Regions from separate parts of the Rattus norvegicus genome. Here region 2 is linked to region 1. The links are chromatin contacts, called in public Hi-C maps. All regions are on one chromosome and are shown on one strand. Each heading gives the region's core, a stretch centred on a gene start, on an enhancer-like site or on the middle of the called end of the contact. The rest is flanking DNA. Distances are from core to core; before and after follow the strand shown.

Region 1 (3,797 bases), core at 1,168-3,667:
GTCCTTACCACTGAGCTCCATCCCAGCCCCTGACCACCTCTCACGGACTGAGAACCTGAAGACATTTCTCAACCCACACTCTAAGCTGCGCCCTCTCCTTATTTGCCACACTGGGGCCTGCAAAGACCGCCAGGCCTAGGCACTCACCGAGAGAGAAGTATCTGGGGCCCTCTTTCTCCACCTGCCAGGGATCCTCTCCTTGCTGCAACAGGGAGATCACCTTTGGTTTGGTAAACAGGAATCCTGCTTGTAGACAAAATGAACTCATTAACTAGAAGCCAGACAACCACAGAGGACTGAGAAAATCTCTTTAAGTTGCAGAAATCAATTAAGGCTCAAATTCTGCACAGCCCCTTGCAGAAAAAGTGTGATGCCAACCTCTAGCTACGGCAGTGGGAAAGAGGAGCCAGAGATAGAGCAAAGCTCACTGCAGAGATGAGCCAAGCAAGCATCAAATGACTGCTGACTGAGAGAAGCCTGGACCGTGAACCTTTGCTGTCTGTCCATAACAAGGGAAGTGGTGTTCTCACTGTCAAAACCTCTCCACTGCACATGGGCAGTTCCAGGCCTGCTGTGGGAAGTACGTGTCAACACTCACTCAGAAGGACACATTTGTGAGACCTGAAGGCAAAACTCTGCTAACATTTCACAACGAAATCTTCATTCAGGGAAGAAGTCACTGAGATCTCATTTCTGAATCTATGCCCACAGGGAACACTTACCCATGGAGGCCAGGTTGCTGTAATTCTCCAGCATCACCTCACGGTACAGGCTTCTCTGAGACAGATCCAGCTTCTTCCACTCGTCCCGAGTAAAGAGCACAGCCACATCTTCAAATGTCACTGACACCTGTGAGGGACAGATGACTCGATGAGCTTTGAGGTAGAGACTCTGACTCAACATAGAAGATCTGGGAAGCCGTGGGAGAAGTCACCCTATAGCCTCAGGCTTCGACAGCCATGTGCAGATGTACATTCTCACACACAGATGCGGCCATCCGAACACATGACACATGTATACACATATACACTTGTATGCACACATCACACACACACACACACATACATGCATAATGACAAACAAAACTTCAATGGAATTGAACAAGCAAAACATAAGACCCATAAAGTAAAATGGAAAAATAATCAACCACCATAGGCTGAAGAAGGCTTGGTGAGCAACGTAGGGATTGTCAAGAAGAGAAAATAAAAATCAATCTTGGTAAGGGCAGAGAAAGAAACGCAGACGAGTGAGGAAGGCAGGGACGGGGGGGAAAAGGGAATTTTCTCAAGTCTATATGTGTGTTCTGTCCCAGGGCACTTGGTATGTTACTTGTGAAATTTGTAGGCACACACCAGATTGTAGGCACCAGACAATGACAGCCTGTCTATCAAGAAATACAGAAGACTAGAACTGTGAACACACAGAATCCACCACCCGTGGGGAGAGAACCAATTCCTCCAAGGAGAGCATGGGCTCTGAATCCTAGGGAAGGCTGAACTGTGTGGATAACTGTCAGAAGGGAAACCAAACAAAAGCCCCTCCTTCTGTTAAGAAGCGAAATGGCAAGCCGCTTACCTGAGAGGCCCCTTCTCTTTGCTCAGGAGCCATCTTCTTTCTGTAGGCTCTTCCTCTAAAGATGGGTGAAGATGGAGGAGGATCTGAGGGGAGGAAGAAGAAAGGAGTTGCACATGTTGCTTCGCACCTGTCAGACGCAGCATCTCCGAAAGCGTCCCATTAGCTGCGCCTGGCTCTTCTGCCTCTAGAGAGGGAACCAGGAGCCAGGGGTGGGCATCACAAAATCGACAGGTCACCAGTCTTCTTGTCCGTGGATTTCCAGAAGTAAGATTCAAGAGACACTGTACTCCATAACAGAGGGGGACTCACTGAGTCCCCAAAGTGAACACCCTTAGACTGTTCACAACATCTCAGCTGGGACTTTCCGGCCCCTTCAGATAGGAAATTCAAGCTGGAGTGCGGCCACAGTGGGAGGGCATCCGGTTTCACCCTCTCGGATCTGATCCAGGGCAGGGACAGTGTTCTTCCTCCCCTACACGTTGGCCACCCAACTGCACCGCTGCTGCCAAGGGATAAACTTCCAGAAAAAAAAAAAATTAGAAAAGGGACCAGTAGCCCAGGACAAGAGGGCTGCACGGAAAACAGCCTGGGTTGGCGCTGCCCAGGCAGTGGGGAGCAGGTCACTTGCAGTCCAGGGCCGAGGCCACTGGGAGCGCGCACTCAGGGGAGGGGGACTGGCAGGAGGCCTCTGAGCTGAACCCAGCCTTCACTCACCTTTTCCCCGGCTCCCGCCGCACCTCACATACGCTCTGAACCTCCGCGCCTGTGAGAAGTCTGTCTTAGGACCTTGGCCCCGAGTCTCTAGCGGTGCCACAGACTCCCTATGATCCGCGAAGGCTCACGGGGGCTCAGAACTTGAGGTTCGAGGGTAATGACTGAGGAGGCCTCTGGGAAATGTAGTCCACTCTGAGACCCAGGGATTCTGGGATTTGAAGTTCTTCGGTTTGTCTGGGACTCTTCTTATGCACAGATTGCTTGGAAGCTGAGAGTGGACACTAGTAACTGAACACCTGCTTGGTAGGTAAATAATAAACGATGTCGCAGGTTCGTGGAAAGGAAGCTGACACGAAGTGCCCTTCAGAAGAGCTTTATTATGAGGTATTAGTAGGACTGAAGAAGTGCTCAGCGGTTAAGAATCCTTACTGTTCTTGCTGAGGACTTAGGTTCAATCCCCACTACCCATATCAGGTTGCTCACAATGGCCTGTAACTGCAGCGCCTGGGTTCCAACATCCCCTTCTGGCATCTCAGGTCAGTGCATACATTCCATGCTCATACACACTCATTTCATATACACAAACAATAAATGTCTTTAAACTTCTTTTCCTGCAAATAAACAACAACAGTGGGGGCAGTACTAGAATCAGGACGAAGGCAGCCATGATGGAGATCTGATGTGCAAAGCTTATCAAAGACCGTTCAGTTCCCAAGGACGGGATTTCCTTATTCTTACAAGTTTGGGGAAGCAAGTGTTTCACGCCATATGACATAACCTGTGTGTTGGGAGTCACAGGAAAAGGCAGAAAGGCACTAGATGCAAGCTAAGTTATAAGTCAGGGTTGTTTGGGGTATCTGTTGGAGCTGGGGTGGCAGCTGAGAGAGGAAGAGAGATAACTCAACTCTGCGGAGCCTTTTCATGTCATGGTAGATGCTAGTATCAACTCTCAGTCCAAAGAGGGTGAGACTGCAGGACTACGTGGTCTGACTTTTCAGAGTACAAGAGAAAGACAGCTGGAGTCTGTGCTCTAACAGTCATGTGCCGGGCCCTATTATAAATCATTTGAAAAAAGTCTGTGAATAAAACAAACACCATTATCCCGTAGTACTTTTTAGTAAAGGGCAAGAACCAGACAATAAGCCATGAACATAATGAGATAGGGTTCTAGAGGATACGTGTAATGAGAAAAATAGCAAAAGCAGGGTAAAGTGAAGGACGGGCTGGAAGGAGAATGAAGCAGGTTTGAGGCAACAACTCAGGAGAGGAGGAACTGTGGTAGTCGTGTTTTTGTGTCTGTGACATGCACTTGAGAAGAATAGCTTGCCCGTCTAAATGAAGGGCTAATTTGGGGTCATGGTTTACAAGTTTAAAGACCTCACCTTGTAAGTATTTTGTCTAAGCTCCGCCCTACAGTTACCTGGCTACAGCCAGGTATGCCTGACTCACTATAAAAGGGGCTTCTTGCCTCCTTCTCTCTCTTGCTCTTGCCCTCCTGCTTCTGCTCT
Region 2 (3,549 bases), core at 547-3,046, 400 kb before region 1:
TCTAGCCCAAGCCCCAGTTCTGTACACTTTTCTGCTGCCAGTTTCTCTCTCTCTCTCTTTCTTTCTTTCTTTCTTTCTTTCTTTCTTTCTTTCTTTCTTTCTTTGTCTCTCTCTCTCTCTCTCTCTTTCTTTCTTTCTTTTCTATCTTATATATAAGTACACTGTAGCTGTCTTCAGACACACCAGAAGAGGGCATGAGATCCCATTACAGATGGTTGTGAGCCACCATGTGGTTGTTGAGATTTGAACTCAGGACCTCTGGAAGAGCAGTCAGTGCTCTTAACCGCCGAGCTATCTCTCCAACCCTTATATTATATTCTTATGTATGCTAATTATGTATAATTAATAAAAACAAATATATAAGTGAATTAAATTTAATTAAATTATAAATTAAAATAAATATATAAATATATTAATCATATGCAAATATAACTGTTACGGTCTTATGATACGTAATTTATATATATTTATATTATTATATTATTTTCTTTACTAGGTGATGCTTATGGGGCGCCAGTGAGCTTGTGAGCTCAGGTTTCAGGAGCTGAACTGTCTCTCTGGTCCTTCCGTTCCCCTGAGCACAGCTCGCCTTCCTCCCAGACCAACCTCCTCTATCTTCCATCCCTGAACAGACAGGGGTGGGATGGCATGCTGGCTATGCCCCTGCCCTTAGACTCAAGAACAAGCTGCCCAGTTTTCCTTGGATGCCCATGTCCTTTGGGATAGGGAAGTGGAATGGGCAGGATGGCTCTCCTGGGACTTGGACATCAGAGGACGGAAGCAGTTGGCTCCTTAGTGAGGCTAGCTGCCTCTACCGATTGCTCCTTATCAGCCTGGCTCTGTCTGGGGGTGGGGTGGGGCTGGAGGCTCCTGTATCTCCCTTTTGTCAGCACCCATCTGGCTTTTGCTTTGTTTTGGCTTTCCTTTTTCTTTGAGACAGGGTCTCAGTCCTGGCTGGTCTAAGACTCACTGTGTAGACCAGGCTGGCTTCAGACTCAGAGATCTGCCTGTTTACAGCTGAAATGAAAGGTGTTTGCTAGTTATCGCTAGTTAAAGGTGTTTTGAGGAAGGGTTTCATATAGCTTAGGTGAGTACCATCGTGCCTGTTTTTTTGTTTGTTTGATTGTTTATTTTTTCTCTTTTTCTGAGACATGATTTCTCTGTGTAACCCTAAGTGTCCGGGAACTTGCTTTGTAGACCAGGTTGGCCTTGAACTCAGAGATCTGTCTTCCAAGTATTGGGATTAAAGGCATGTGCTACCACTGCCTGGCTTTCATGCCTGTTTTGTGTGTGTGTGTGTGTGTGTGTGTGTGTGTGTGTGTGTGTGTGTGTGTGTGTGATTTAGGAAGGATCGCCATTGAACCCAAGGCCTTGTGTCTATTAGGCAAACAGGCTACAGAGTGAGCTACATTCCCAGCCCCCTACTTCATTTTTTTTTGTCCTTATGTCATACTTTCCTGAGGTAGCAGCCCTGATCCCCGTCTGATGTGGGTTTACAGACGCTCACAGCTACTAAACCCTCTTGACGCTGACCACAGCCTACGGTGAGGCTGGAGTTCAGGTGACTCGTGGATCTTTCTGTGGATTAGTCAGAGGCTTCTAGGAGGTTAGGACCCCTGGATTTATTTCTTGCTACTACATGTGGAATGGCAAACTGCTGTGAGCTGAGAATAAACATTTGTTGAACAATGTTTACACATGACAGTGATTCCATGAAGGTCCAATTTCCCAACCAGCATGGGTGTCTGCGCTATGAGCACTAGGGGGCGCCCTTGATCTGTTGTCTACTAGTCAAAGCCAGCTCCTGCCCCAGTGTCACAGCCGGAGAGGCTCTGTACTTTGGATGCTCACCCAAGCCAAGCTTGCTATAGCCTTAAGGGCTCCCCCTGCTGGACTAAGTGATTATATAGCGACAGGAACTGTCATTCATTGAACCCGGTTTGAGTGTCCAGCCCTGGAGTTCCCAGGAGTCATCCACTTGGATCTCCCAATTGCTACTGGGAATGCAAGGAACAGACTATCTCTGAGGGGTGACATATGCCTGAGGTCTCACAGTCTATGGGGAACCAAAACTCATTCTTTGTCTAGTCATGGGGGCTGCAGGAACAGTTTTCTACCCCAGTACTGTCTTCTCTCCAGTCTTTTCAGGGTTCATGGTTCAGGTCATGTCTGTGAACAGCTCCTCCATGCAGTAGGCTGTGTGTGGGGAAATGAGGAGAGGTGCCGGTCAGTGGCCAGTCTGCAGGTACCGTTCTAAGATTGGTTACTGGCAACCAGCAAGCACATGGCCCACCCTCTTCTGCTGGCCTCTCGTGGTACTGTTTTCCTCTTCTAGAGTGATCTATGGGCAGGAGACCCCTGTGCCCGAGATACAGAAGTGAGAGTGGGTGTGCAGCTCTGGACCTGAGTAAAGGATCTAAAGCCCCCCCCGTACCCCCAATGCCTGTGGTCATCTCCCTTTCCTTGGCTGCCTCACATGGGACATTATGGGAAACTGAGGAAGGAAGATCCAGACCCGGACAATGGCAGGACTCCAGAAGTACCTGTTTTGTTCCACCTCGGGGCAGAAGGCTGGGGAGGAAGCCTGTATGGAGGCCCTCTTCTGCAAGCCCAGCTGGCTCTGTCTTTGAGGTTCCAATCTGGGGACTATTATGGGGGACTCAGGAAGTGGGTGTTCACCCCTCCTCCCTCTGCCCAGCATCTTGGGGGCTGGGAGCCGCCCTGCAGGGGTCAGATGGGAATGAGCCAGGGGATGTTAGACTTTAAGAAAGCACATGAATTTGGGGGGTATTACAGATGAATCATTTAACTAATTACATTTTTACAATCAAAGCTGTTTTTGAACTGGAAGAGTGTAAGGAAGCATATGAGTGTGTGGTGTTCATGGTTTTATTTTTTTTTTTTGTTCGCCTGATTAATTCCAAACAGTCCAATTGAGTTATTCACTTGGAAATTGGTCCCAGGCTGGGGCCTTGTCTCGAAGACCACATTTCAGCCCCGAGCTTACTCTGTCCTTTGGGACCTCAGCTGTCGATTCCCCATGACTGATGTTGGAGGCTTTGCAGGTCCTGCCTCCCTGGGTACAATGAGTTTAACCAGACAGAGCCTGTGGGTGGTGTTCAGTCCTGGGAGATGCCTGAGTGAAGGTTTCTGATTCCAGTGGGGCCTGCCTCGTGCCCTGTGAAGCTCTGACTCCTCATTAAAACATTTTATTGTGTTTATTTATTGTGTGTTGTGTGGGAGAGAGTGCTGAGGTAATTACTTGAAGATCAGGGGACAACTCCCAGGAGTCAGTTTTCTCCTTCCACCATAGGGGTCCAGGAGACTGAACTCAGTGGTCAGGCTTTGTGGCAAGCACCTTTAGCTGCTGAGCCATAGAGCAGGCCCCAGATCCTAACAGAAGGCTTGTACCCAGGCTGAGCCTCATTCCCTGGCAGCTATCTCAGTTTTCAATTCTATCTTTGTCAATAAACTACTGTAGACTTCTGGTGAGACTCGACTTTCCTTCTGCCTCTGCCCTGAAGCCAGGAGACTTTAAAAATATGTGGT

The links. Hi-C and Micro-C count contacts between places; a contact is called where the count stands out from the background.
Region 2: a contact with region 1 is called in a Hi-C map of the A7r5 cell line, with 4 times the contacts expected there. The contact joins the enhancer-like site here to the promoter of Zfp354a in region 1. A contact is called at or near these places in 6 of 12 Hi-C or Micro-C datasets (the A7r5 cell line, frontal cortex, hepatocytes and 3 more).

What each region holds. Positions count from the first base shown.
Region 1 is chr10:35,895,883-35,899,679 of GRCr8, reverse strand. Zfp354a (zinc finger protein 354A) reads right to left here and starts at 2,417. Exons shown (of 5, transcript NM_052798.3): 1 at 2,290-2,417; 2 at 1,576-1,658; 3 at 723-849; 4 at 148-246. The coding sequence starts at 1,608.
Region 2 is chr10:36,294,803-36,298,351 of GRCr8, reverse strand. All of the region lies in intron 5 of Col23a1 (collagen type XXIII alpha 1 chain), which reads right to left. The region is part of intron 1 of LOC134480786 (a long non-coding RNA gene); the gene reads left to right. Among named protein-coding and RNA genes, the nearest start is that of Phykpl, 44 kb to the left of the region's middle. Within about 2 kb of position 1,796, at least 2 of the 93 cell types and tissues checked have an H3K27ac peak or open chromatin away from gene starts, as enhancers often do.